Linked DNA regions of Astyanax mexicanus: region 2 is linked to region 1. A link is a contact called in public Hi-C data. All regions are on one chromosome and are shown on one strand. Each heading gives the region's core, a stretch centred on a gene start, on an enhancer-like site or on the middle of the called end of the contact. The rest is flanking DNA. Distances are from core to core; before and after follow the strand shown.

Region 1 (7,042 bases), core at 1,914-4,413:
TTGAATCTCAGTTGAATGGAGCTTCAAAACCACAACCTTAAGGTTCTTGGCTTCAGTGACAGCATTAGCCATTTTGTGTGTCTTAAGCACAATTGCTTTGTGGGCCTCGTTCTTGGCATTACAGTACGGTACTGTCAGAAACTAATCAATATATATATATACATATATATATATATATTTTTTTTTGTAATAATTAAATTAGAATGAAATGATAGCTGATATATCTCCTTACATTGACTAGCCAGCTAACTGCACTAACATTGGCAAAATCCCTGTCTTATTGGAAATTCTGACTTGTTTTCAACTGATTTGTAAAGAATTTCCTTATTTCCAAGTTTATGTGAACATAAAAACATAATTTTAACTTAGCATATGGTTCATTTTGATGGTTTATATAAAGAAAAAGTTTTTAAAATACATTTTTAGCAAAAGGTGGACATTGTGAGATGGCAAAGGGGCTGACAATACCTCCTCCAGTTTCTGACAGCCTGCACATTACTGTCTATGCACTCACTGACTGCACTGATCATTCACTTGCATGCCTTGAGTTGTGGATTTTATTGGTATGTGTATGCTCCTATCAGTCATGTGAATGAATTCTTTCATTATGCAAAAGAAACAGTGATATGTGAAAGGTCTCATTCTTCTAAAATCCACTTTTTCTTGTTCTTTGTGAAATACTATAGGTCTCTCTGAGATTTTATGATCTAGAGCGGACTCTGGAGCTTCTTCGTGGTGAAACTGCCCAAGCAACGAATCACCAAGTCTGAGGTAAGAGTTTAGTAGCGTTATTTTAGCTGAAAGAAATGTTATCAATGCTGCAGAGGGAATTTGCGCTGCTGCAGAGAGAGTGGCTCTACTTTCACTCGCACCACAGCATTTAAAACTACTAATTATTAAATGTGAATGGGCCTCCATCAGATTTAATGATGTATGGGCAAGAATGTGGCAAATATATAGGAAGATAGCAAAGTGAAAATGGGTAAAATGCTCCAAGTTAATAAAGCCATCAACTGATTCAGATCAGGGAAATGAACTACAGGTGTGAAAACATCCTTAGAGGTTTTATTTAATGATGTGCACACAGTGTCACCACTGCTGAGTTTAGACTATAGCTATATTACGTTTTATTTATCGCACACACACACATACTGGTGCACTTGCTGCTCCTCTTCAAAAGTATTAAGATTTTAATTTAAAAAGCATCAAAACTACCCTACAATATATAATTAAAAATAAATAATTTAACCAAAGGCTTTATCTCACTACACAATTGATTTTGTTTCTCTCACAACAATATAGATAAATATCAGAATTAACATTTTTAAAATTTCTAAAATATACATATATAAATGTGTCACGCTTGCCAGACACAGATACTAAACACAGATGTTTATTAATAAAGGGAACAAACTTACAGCGAAAGTCAGAGACAGGCAGGGTCAGTAACAAAATGGCAGCAGTGGTAAACAACATACCAGGGAGAGAGCAGGCTAAACACGGGAGATCCAAACAAGAGAAGGGATAGACAAAAAAGAGTAGTCCAAAACAGAACTAAGGGTCGGCAACAATAAACAATGAGTATAAGGGCTAGGCTAAAGAGTAGACAAAAATACCCAAATCGGGTAGAAGAGCTAGTGACTAGATTAAATACCTGGCAACGAGGAACAGAAACAGGGAGGTATTTATACTAGCAGGATAGGTGAGTGTAATCAGAAGCTTGGCGAGTGAGAACGCCGAAGCGCCACGTGATCAGCAATGTCCGGAGGGTCTAGTGTTGGTGCATTCTGGGTCTAGTGTGTGTAATAGAGTTCATGGCAGGCAGACTGACAACTTCAGGACTGACAAAATGAATGTAGGATTTTTTAAATTGATTATATATATTTATTTATATATTTTTTAACAATTGTTAATGTCAATAAATATGTTAATATATATCTAATTAAAATCGTAAGTGTTATGTAGAAGAACAGGTACAATTAATCGTGATATTGGTATGAATAATCTGATTATTTTTTTTAATCCATTCATTCCACTAATTTAAATGTTCTCACGTGTCTTTTAGGAGAATCCTGTCATCAGAATGGCTACAGAACCCACAGGAGAATCTGCCACAATTGTAGACACAGTCGTTTCACTCACCCCTGACTACTCGGAAACAGCTCCCGTTGTAGACGCGCCCATTTCCCTCGCCCCTGACAGCTACTCGGATTCAGTGTCCTCGTGGACGGCGGTTCTGATGGCGGTGGGCGGCATGCTGGTCGGCGTGGCCTTCACCTGGCTGGTCATGCACAGCAGGAATCGGAGGAAGACGAGGAAAAAACAGAAGCTCAATCCTCCAGGAATGCTAAGAACTGCTCTATAAGATCACTTCACTTTGGCTTTACTTGAAAATGATCTTCAATTTGTAGAAATGTATAGGACAAATAGCAAAAATGTATAGTTTTTTAACAATTTATTCTGTTTAATTGTTTTGTCGTTGCTGTAATAGATGAAATGTGTTCCTCTGAATTAATGCAACATACCATTCCTGCTTATAATCTTTATAAACCATTCCTAACCTTTAAAAAACACTTTAATTGTAGTCATTTCCTCCTCTGCTGGTCCCTCACAAGTTCAACTGTGCTATAAACAAGGATGATGGGTATGTGTATTTTGCTGCAGCTCAGCCAATCAGCTCTCCCTCTTGCCCTGCCTCTAAACCCATACATCACCCAGTGCCTCTTCCAAACTACTTCTCCATTTTTTTTAGCATTTTCAAATTTGAGCTGAGGGTAGAGTCAGCTAAAATCAGGGCTTTTAGTTACCCTTTATTAATGTGACAAATTGTAATAACTTTTGTCAGTTAATAATTAGCTGAGATATTAATTAACCATTTAACAACATGTATTACTGTCGTAATTTATTTGTGAACCCTATTATTTGTGAGCCAAATTAACCCAATTACAAATAAAACGCAGATAAAGGGATGACTACACCCAGGCGGCGCCCAAAACCCCTGCAAGTACAGTGAAATCATAGTGGTGGTGTCCCATTTTAATATAGAAGCCCCTATTTAGTAAAGTAGTGAGCGACGCGGCCTTTGAGTCAACGCAGCAGCGGTTGCTCTAGTGTAGCCACTATATGTGTAGTGTAGTAGTGAGGGATTTGGGACGCAGCCCGTTAGGTTCCGCTTTGACTCTTATCGCCCCCTGTCGGCGCTGAGGGGGATAAAGGCGGCGGTGGAGTTGGGGAGTTAGTGAAGATGGCGGAAAGCGAGCTGAACGTGGACAGTCTGATCTCCCGGCTGCTGGAGGGTGAGCTTTTAACCGGGATAAGACTAATGTTACCGGCTTTTGATGAACTGGGATCTTTAAAGGCCGTTTCTCGGCGGTAGAAAAGCAGCTCGGCTCGGGTAGTGAGCGCGGGTAGCCGTTAGCCCGTTAGCTTTACCGGCTAGCTAATGTTTACTAACAGGAGTTCAGCTAGCAGCGCAGAGGAGCCCGGGTCCGGGGGCTGACAGGCGCGGGCTGGGATCAAAATTTGGGGCTGCTGGAGGCCAGAACAACCGGCGAATACTGTTTTATACGAATTCACAGCCTTCTGTAACTCTAAACACCGACATCTGTGTGTTTTCACAACCGCAGAAATTAAATAGGTAGGCTAGCTTGGTTACCGAAAGTGCGGAGCAGAAACGGTAACTAGGGTAGTTAACTAACGTACGTTAACTAGCCTAGTGAATTTGATTTGGCCAGTCTGTCAGTTCATTAACAATACGCGGAGTGATACACGGAGTGATGGGTATGTTATCTGGCTACCATAGTATTGTGGGAGGGAAGGTTTGGGGCGGCCCCTTATCACTAACGTTATTAGGTTTTATGGACCGCCTAAAGTTAAAGATACATTTTTAGACCTAACTATTTCACGGTCGGTTTACTAAAGTTACTAAATAATTTACTCAGTTTGTTGTTTTCTCAGTGTAATAAATACTTTTCTCTGTTTGTTAATGTTTTCTCAATAATTAAATAGTTCCCTCCGTTTTTTAATAAATCATCTCCTCAGTTTAAAAAAATATTTCCCTCAGTTTAAAAAAAAAAAATCCCTCAGTTTAAATAAATTCCCCTAGTGTAATAAAACATTTTTCCCTCGGTGTAATAATTCACTCCCTTGGTTTAATAACTTGTTCCCCCAGTTAAACAACCTGTTCCTTTCAGTTTAACAACTTGTCCTCTCAGTGTAAAAAGTCTTCCCTCCATGCAATAAATCATTAATAATTAATTGTTCCGTAATTGTAACTTTTTTTTCCTCTAGTTGAGGGCTGGTTTCCTAAAATAAATAAATATATATTTCTCAATGTATATAACTTGTTTCCTTTAATGAAAGTTTCCTTAATACAGCTGTTTCCTCAAACATATTAATCATTCCCTCAGTTTGTTTTTCCCTCAATTTAATAATTTTTTTATATAGCGGCCTGCTTAGTCAGTTTAATTTACTGTTTTTCAATCAAAGAAATTCTCTTTCCTTAAGTAAATTGGATAAAAGGTGTACCTAAATTGTACCTAAGTTTCTTCAATTTAAACAATTTGTTCCCTTAATTTAAAAAAAAGTTTCCTCAGTTTAATAACATGTTCAATTTAATACACTGTTTCCTCGAATTTGTCAGTTTAATAATCTGTGCCCTCAACTGATTTCTCAATTTACAAAATTGTTTCTTTAGTTTCCTTAATTTAACAGTCTCTTTTCTCAATTTCATGGTTAGGTTAATTTTCCTTTAATTCCATTTAGTTAAACTAGGAAAAAAATATCGAATTAAGGGAACATGTCTTTAAATTGGGGGAGTTGTTTATTAAAGCAGGGAATGTATAAGTCTCTCTAAAAAAATAAATTGTAATAACTATCAACATATAGGTTTAGAATCTACAATGTGTCCAGTTTTTTTTAATTTATAATGTTCTTGCTTTCTTTCTGGATCAACAAAGAATTCAGACCATGTTCTCCAGTAAAAGTAGCCCATCCTCTCTGATGGCTTAAATGTGACCTGGGCTTGACTCTAGAGACTTTATTTTAGATGGAAACTAGGTTACTACATAAACTGTGAATCTTTAACACTTAAAACAGCAGGTCTGTTTTTCTGAAGGAGTAGTGTGAACATGTGAAATTCTCACTGAATGTAGCAGGACAGTCTGGCAGTGCTTCGTCCAGGCATTGTGCTGACAGTCCAAACCATATGACACATGACTCAAGCTGGTGGCAAGCACTCTGCTGAACACACTGGCAGGTTTTAGCGAAAGAAATGTCTTATTAGTAAGTTGGTTAGATCGTGTTTGTGGGAAGTTGGGACCAGTGTTTACATTAACAGCATTTTGGCTTTTTATCTCCAGAATTTTCTTTGTATCTAGCGGTGTAGCGTTTCACGACTGGATAATTTGAATGGAATGTGGAAGACGACAGCTGTATTTGTCTTTTGCGTAATGTAGACTTGGGCTGAGATTAGAGCTTGGAGGCAAGGAGTGCCAGAACATGACTTGGCGTGACCGTTGCCAAAGTGGTGGGTTATTGGCTTATTGGTTTGGTGTTGGTTGTTCACACACAATAGATACATTTACACTGCGAGTAAATACAATTTTCTGAGCAAATCCGATATTCCGAAGGATGTCCACACCATCTTTTTAATGTGACCCATATCTGAAACCTGAATAGATTGCACTTTGTAAGTGGTACCCATGCACGACAGAGCAATGCTTCACGTTAAGTTTTGTTTTGATCCTTGTCAGAATCTCAGGATTTCAGACTGCAGCTGAGCTACTCACTGAGAATTCGCTCCAGCTTGCTGAAAAGGACACGTTATTTTGCCACAGTCAAGTTTTTATTTTCCTTTAATTTTCCAGTCAATTCATTAGGAACATTGTGTGGCTGTGATACAAGCCTTCTAATGTTATTGGAAGAAACACATCAGTTCTGTTTCCTCATTTTTCACCACCTATGTCCTCAAAACACTGCTTCTGTCAAGTTGTATTTGAGAATGGCAGATTTAATGTTTTTTTTTTTTTTTTTTTTTTTTTTTTTAAATTAACACACATAAATGACACACATGTCACATATGATGTAAAATATTGGCATTGATCCACATTTACCTGCTGTGTGAACATGGTTGTGGTTGCATTAAATTTTAATGTATTTTTTCATCAGACCTGGTAGGATGTCTGCATTTCTATTCACAATAGGGGTGTGCCATTTCATATTGTACGTAATATCACCAACATTTTTAATTATCATGAAAGATATTATACCCTGAAATATTGTGCCATATCACTCACCCTTAACTATCACATCAGGGAACTACATTTTTTTTTGCTGATTTTAGAAAAAGAAAAAAAAAAAAACACACTGTTCTCATTTCCCATTATATATCTACTAGAGACAGATTATACCAATGGCTGCTCTCTTTATGCAGCATTTAAAAATATCTGTTTATAAATAAGGATTAATCTACAATTACAGTTGAGACAGAAATCACAGCGTAATCCGTTGCACCCGTACTGCTGCACGACTTTCATGCAAAGGGGAGTCAGATTTCAGCACAACACCAATTTTTTTTTTCTTTTGTTAAAAGAGGGATGATGGCCTAACTCAGATTCATGTAACTGGTCTGAAAGTCCGACACCTCTTTAAACCTATTGTCTGAAATTCCATACCAAACAAGGTAACACCCTAATAGTGTTTTTAATTTTTTTTTTTTTCATACATATACACCTACCTTGTTTGGTCCAGACCACAAACTACGGTCACGTGTACGCAAAGGGGAGTCTACCAACCAATTAATATGAAGTATAGAGAGAGACTCTACCCATGTAGCTGACGACAGGATGTTGTAAAGTTCACACTAAGGGTGGGCGATAGGGCTCTATAATAATATCACAATATTTCATGGTATTTTCACGATAACGATACTTTTGGCGGTATGACAAAACACGGAATTAGAAAAATTGCATGCAATATAATATGGCTAACTGAGATATTAATAAAAAGAATATTATAAGATTTTTGAAAGAAATCAATGATC
Region 2 (7,042 bases), core at 2,379-4,878, 460 kb before region 1:
ATGACAGGACCTTCTTGAGGGTTATGACCTCCAAGTTAGCAACCTCTGTCCTATGACAAACTGCATTGATAATCCACATGTGACACTATGGATTAAGGGATGTCCCAACCATCTAGCACCCACCATCAGGCCTCATTGCAACTCTGATCATTTCACATTGATTTGCCATGAACACACTGGCTGGTGTTTAGATTCTGGTAGATGGGAGAATGGATTCAATTAATCAATAGCAGATTCTGGAAGACAGTACACAATCTATAAAAAACAGAAAAACAGATTTTTTTTTTTGTAATATTGACAAAAAAAAAAAATCAAACTACAGTTTAACAACAAAAAACATCTTATAATTTTTGCAGTGCTTCAGGAATACAGCGTTTCTTGTGGACAAGTTAATACAATAGCATACATTTAAAGTAACAAAATAGTTTATTTTATTCCAACATGATGGTACAAGCTTATTAACAGCAATATTATGGCTTAGAATAATACCTTGTAAACAACTTGTTATTAAAAAACAACAAAATAAAACATTTATCCCCATAAAAAATATGTTTTTGAGAACTGCACTGCAATGCAACACTGCAGTGTGTGCATAGTGTTTAAAGGTCTCAGGAGGGAACAGAAGATTGGCAGAACAGCTGAAGGTGACTTCTTATCCAGAGTTGAGTCCATCAAAGGGGTCAGAGGGGTCGAAGGGGGTCTCAGCAGGGCAAGGACACCATTGATTTCATGCGGCCTAAAGGACAAAATTTAAGATCATATTTTAGTGAAGTGAAAATGACCTTAATTGGGTCTTCTATTGCATTAAAGGGTATGGGTGAGCTGGCAGTGACCAGTTATTCTCAATTCCATGTAGCCTATGACAGTAGCTTTAAGCCAAAATGAGGACTTTACATGGAAGGAAATGAAATGAAATGAAAGAAATTTAAATGAAAATAAGAGATTTTTCCCAGTAGTCTTACATTTTAGAGCATTTATACTGATATATTCTTCCTGAAAGATTTATTCTGAGCAGCTAAAATGGATAGAAATGGAGATGCATGGTTTTCATTGGACAGTAGAAATATAAAAATGTAGAGTCTGAATTCCTCTTGAGTGACTGTTTTAACTATTTGAGGGTAATTACTGAACTAGTTTATTAAACAAAACATTTTTCTCAGGTTTTGTTACTTAAAAAAGTAATAAAATTTGATAGTGTGGTAAAACCACAAAACAAAAATATGTATTGAACACTGAACATTTTTAATATGCTAGCACATGCACCAACAAAAAAACAATGATTTAAAATCATTCTTTGGTATGAATTTCATTTTGTATAAGGCATTTTGTATAAGGCATGTTACATTAACATTGCACTATACAATATACTCTGCAGCCCCAATTCAGTTATATATAATTATTAGGGGCACAATATAATGTTGTATTGTTTCGATCATATTGTATTGTCTTGTATCAATATGTGGCATCAAATATTTATTTAAATAATAAACAACAGGGCTGTTAATTGGCTGTTAATACGATACATATATTGCAAGTGTTAAAATCTAATTTCACTGGGTTTTGTTTTTAATATAGGAGACTGGATGCATGTTGGGATGATAGGAAGTTAATGGGTGGAGAAGAAATTTGGCACTTGTTAAGGAAACAAGTTTTTGGTTTAGTTGAACCTTTTTTTTCCTCCCTTCTTCTTTCCGTTTTTGATTTCCATGTTAGCCTTTTCAATATTTGGGCCTTTGTACTGGCCTATTTGCCTATTACTTCATTACTAAATCTTGATGTATGGTTATGCATTTATACTGTGCAAGTTGTGAGTATACTTATATACTTATATAAATGCCAAGTACTTTAAAAACTCGATAAACAAAGTTTTAAAAATGTCAAATTTTAGGGGTGGGAGAAAAATATTAATATCTTGATATAGTGTATTTTTTTTTCGTTCGTGAGACATTATGAATACGTGGAGTTAGACGTTGAGCTTTTTAGAAACATAAGAGCTTTAAAGGCCCTAAGACTTACTTAAGTTACTGCCGCAAAGTGCCGTAGAGAATTGAAAACAGTATCGTGAACAATGTATTGTGATAATATCGTATCGTGAGACACCTCAAACACTGTGAACCCAGGCCTACAGTAAACAGTGACAACTGTACAGAGTGTAAATCTAAAACCCATAACAGCTTATTCACTAACATTTATGGACAGTTTTGTTGTTTTTAGTTTAGAACTCTGGGTCTTAATGGGACACAGCCCAGCTCTCACCAGGCCGGCAGTTATCAGACCTGACCCCGCAGGTCACGACAGGTCCAGCTTCTTCTGCGTCTCCGCCAGCTTGTCCTGGAGCCGTTTCTTCCGCCAGTCCAGGAACCTCCTGCGCATCCTGTTGGCCTGCCAGCCCGCGACGAAGCCCGTGGCAAACGAGACCAGGATAGCGACCTGTAACGTCCTCTCCGACACGTCGGCCATGTTCACCTCCGCAGCGGCACTCCAAATATCTCCAGCTGCTCCCCAGCGCGCTGCAGCGAACAGCCTGAGAGAGGGCGTCTAGCTGTGGGCGAGTCTCAAACGCCTTCTGCACTGACGTGTAGTGCACTAAAGAGTCTCGAGATGCCTTTTAGAGATTTCATTTCGCGTTTTAGTGTTCTAGATAGGGAGCAAGAAGCCGTTTGGGATGCGTCCTATAAAGGGCCACGTGATCAGGGGGACTACAGAAAGCCTTAAGGTTCAAACGCAACATCACAATCGCGAAAAAAATAATACTACTATTTAGTTAACTAGGTTATATATAGGTTATAAGTAAGAATGAAAATAGTTGTTTCATATAAGTAAAAGAACAAAAATATTTAATTGCACATTGTTTATTATTTTTTGCATCAATATTCACAACTGGGTCTGGGTTCTTATGGGCTAAAATTGATCACGATTATATCTCATTAAGACTGCATTCATGTGATGTTTAAGTGTTGTGTAATGTAATAATGTAAGATCATTTCTAGTGGGAATATTCTGATACCTGAGTTCCCAAGTTGAGGTGGCTTTAACCTTTTTACATGGCTAAGAACAACAGAAACAGTACTGCATGGTAAAAATATTTTTTTAATTTTTAACAGTGCAGCCACTGTTAATGGTTGTTTGTGAATATTATTTTATTATTACTCATTTCAAAATGACTACTCTGCAGTTTCCCCAAGAAGCAGGTGTGAACAAACCTTGCAGCCACCATTTTTCATGTTGCACAGTGTGATGTTAGACAATGCGGGGGATTTGTTGATCACATTTCGGGATACTCACAAAAGTTGTGTATGATTGTACATATGTCTTAATATACTTGCTTAGAAATCAGTGGTTTCAAAAACGTTTATTCTGATTTTTTTGGAGTAACTGTCTCATAAATAAACCCAAAACTGGATTATTTCAATTTCAATTCATTCAAACTATGGAAAAAAACATATAACATTATTTTGTAAACAAAATCTTTTCAAAGTGGCACCTCTTGCTTAGATGACAGCTTTGCCCATCTTTGCATTTTCTCAGTCAGCTTTATGAGGTAGAGTTAATGTTAATGTTAAAGACTTTCAGTTAACAGCTGTACTAAACTTGTCAAGGGGTAATTTCTTGAATTTCTTTCTGGATTATTTTAGGACTTTTGAAAGAAATACTGAAGAATTGAGCTGTGATGCTGAGTTTGGGAATCGGGCGCCTCTCCCGAGTTGCTACGCAACCGCCATGGTCAGAGCGGCGCGTGCGCGCGGCGCATGCTGGGAGGATCCGCGCGCTGCTGATTCAGAGCCGGAGCTGAGGAGAAGAGGAGGCAGGAGAAAATGGTGCAGGGGACAGCGGGGGCAGCGCGCGCGGCGGAATGATGCTCCTGCAGCCGGACTCGCGCTTCCACACTCCGCTACAGAGACTGCAGAACAGGTCGGTCGCTGTCTTTTACCTTTACCCCTCTCCCTCTGTCTGTGTGTGTGCCCGCCCGGGTGATGTCTTTATTAGCGGTGATGTGTGTGTGTGTGTGTTGGCAGCCTGTCAATAGTGATGCTGCACCGGACTGGACTGAAGGTGCAGGATGGTCATTATCTTTTGGCAATGGATTTGATCGGTTTAGGGCTTTGTTTTGTCCGTATTCGTCAAAATTGGTGGGCAATTAAAACAGTCATTTGTTTTTTTTTTTTGTACATTATTAATGCTGGATAAAAAATAATTTACATACATGCAACATAATGCAGTCATACGTCAGAAGTTGGTTTAAAAGTCAGCGGCTCTGTGGGATTTGTAGTTTTGTAGTAACTGAGAGTGGCGCTGTGACTCCGCTGTCTTCCCTCTTCATGGACTACATTTCCCATAGTGCCTCTCGCTCAGGTCTACAGCATTAGTGGGTGCCTTGTGACTTCTGATGATTGTTTGGCATTGAGCCAATGAGCAACGACCAAACGTCCCTTTTTTATTTTTTAACGCGTCCCATTGGTCCGCGGCGCGTTATAGGCGGGTTCTTACCCAGCTCAGGCAGCCCATCACAAGGGCAACGCCCATATTTGTGGCTCTCGCGCTGGGCTCCAGCTGCAGTGCGGACAAAACTGTATCGGCTGATGGGGGCAGTTTAACGTTGTGTTGGAGCACCTATGTTGCGTACTCGTTTGCGCAGTAGTCCATCATTGTTTTAAAGTCACTTAACGTTAATTGCTGCGAAGAGGTGACGCGTATATCAGCATCTTTATGCTAAAATGACCTGTTTTGCCTTTAGCCCTGTATGATTGTGAGTATGAAAGAATGTAATGTATTAAAATAAGCACTCCTCATTTTTACCTGCTTGCGTGGCACTTTTTTTAGGATATTAAACAACAATCCACTTGTTTGATTATAGTAAATATTTGAATAATAGTATTATTATTTCAGACTTTTCTGAAGGAAGATGCAGGCTGTCATTCCCTCATTCAAAGTGAGCCTTCACTGTCCCCACCGCTTTTCCGACAAGCCCCGCCTACGCCGCTACGATTGGCTAGTAATTCTCACTCACAAGCCATTGGCCAATAGGATGCGATATACTCCGCGCCAATCCTAGCGCATGGGGCGGGGTTTGTAAGAATACGGGTGGAAAAACAAAAAACCCTCTCTGACATCCACACTCTGAAATGAAGGTGACAGATAGCAGGGAATATAATAATTGCTAATAATAAGTATGGCTGGGCAATAAAACAATGTTTAATATATCGTCAGTACGCCTGTCAAGATAATTATTTTTATTGTACAATATATTGACACAACTGTAGTCATTTTTACTGACTTTATTATCAAACAATGTGTTTCCTTTCCTTTTTTGCAGTGACACAAATTCTTATATAATGCATTATACAATATTAATTCTGTATTATGCTTTATCATACTATCAGTATATCTGTGGCATAAAATGACCCTATAATGTCAATAATATATATTTTTGCAGTTATTTCTATCATGCAAAAAATATTTTGACACACGTAGTTGTCAGTGCTTTAAGCATATTGTCAAATTTCATATTTCAATACCTTTATTATGGTATGGTATAGCAGTTTTTTTTAAGTATCTGCTACGAGTGCATATTAGTCTGTGTGACAAACTTATGTGATAAATTTTGTGCATTGTGAAAATCATGAAATCACATTTTTCACATTATCTATTGTGTTTGGATTTGTTGGGCCAAATGTAGTGATAAAGAAGAAGCTCCCCACTGTAATTTAACTGTTTAAATTTAGATAATTGTAAAAAAAATATTTTTCTTTTATTTGGATCCCCATTTTTGTTGTGTTTTTTTAGTAATGGTTTCTTCCATCACTTTGAATTGAACTGCAGCCTCTCATCATGTCTGTGTACTTGATTCTCTGTTAAGGGACCTGCTTTCCGGACTGTCCTTTAAAAAGATGGAGAGAATAGTCATGGAGGTGTAGCTAGCATGCTCAGACATGGGCTGCAGCGGCCAAGCCCTTGGCTCTCACTCGCTGATATCTGATACCAAACAGACATCACACAAAGAGGACAGAAACTGGAGAAGGGGAAGGAGGGATGCTGGAGCTAATGCACTTACTAAACTACATATGCAGATGCATAAAAAGGTTGTTATAGTAAAATTAAATATCTCACTCTCATTGGACCTCAGAAACTAAGCCTTTTTCCTATTTTTGGCATTTTTATATGAAGCCTACAGAATGACTGAGAGTAACCCTGAGTCCATTTTTCTGGCCTGGCCTATTGACTGTGATAAAGCTTTTCTTCAGTTCGCCTAACAACAGAGCCTCAGTAAGGACTGTTAATTCTTATGTGCTAATCTGTTCTGTTCATATACAGTGCAGTACAATGAGTCTGCTGTATAAAATCCTGTTTAAAAATGTCTGCAGTCATTGGTCACTTAGAATCTTCTGTTTTAATGCTGCACTCACAACAGATGTTAGCATTTGAGACCACCTTAGCAAAATGGGTGTGCCCATGGCTAAAGCAGACGGTGCTAAATATTAAAGATGCACCAATAACACTTTTGTCCTTCCGATACGAATACCAGAATTTCAAGTATCTGTGGATACTGAGTACTGATTCCTATACCAACTCTAAAGCTTGTGAAATACCTTCAACACATAAACTGTATTAGCCGATCATTATTCAAAAATAGCAATCACACACACACACACACACACACATACATATACATATAACAATGTAATTCATACACAAAAATAATGTATGCCTACAAAACTTAGTAAATAACAACATGTCTTTGTATCTCGCTGATATTGATACTACATATAATCACAAGGACTGTTGCCGAGACTATTATTATTAACACTACTAAAATGTTTAATTTTGGTTTTGAATTTAGCAAGCTAGTTAATGCATCAAACTGTAGAAACACAAAAGTGATCATGAATCTTAAAAAATCTATTTTTGCATACTTCTACAAGCACAAAAAAAACAAAAAAGTGTATTTTTTTTTTGTAAGGTTGCCAGGTTAATTAGCTTAGTTTACCAAGCAGTTATCAGTCTGACTAATGACAAATAGAAGACTTTGAAAATACTTATTTTC

The links. Hi-C and Micro-C count contacts between places; a contact is called where the count stands out from the background.
Region 2: a Hi-C map of blood shows a contact between it and region 1, with 6 times the contacts expected there. The contact joins the promoter of ttbk1b here to the promoter of ppp1cb in region 1. A contact is called at or near these places in 2 of 3 Hi-C or Micro-C datasets (blood and muscle).

What each region holds. Positions count from the first base shown.
Region 1 is chr14:42,323,924-42,330,965 of AstMex3_surface, reverse strand. It overlaps ppp1cb (protein phosphatase 1, catalytic subunit, beta isozyme), which reads left to right and starts at 3,163. Exons shown (of 8, transcript XM_007257595.4): 1 at 3,163-3,296. The coding sequence starts at 3,245. It overlaps LOC111193179 (a long non-coding RNA gene), which reads left to right. Exons shown (of 3, transcript XR_002650305.2): 2 at 687-771; 3 at 2,066-2,573.
Region 2 is chr14:42,781,898-42,788,939 of AstMex3_surface, reverse strand. ttbk1b (tau tubulin kinase 1b) reads left to right here and starts at 3,628. Exons shown (of 15, transcript XM_022672640.2): 1 at 3,628-3,912. It overlaps LOC111193175 (mitoregulin), which reads right to left and starts at 2,666. Exons shown (of 2, transcript XM_049463794.1): 1 at 2,257-2,666; 2 at 408-736. The coding sequence starts at 2,460. The coding sequence ends at 2,290.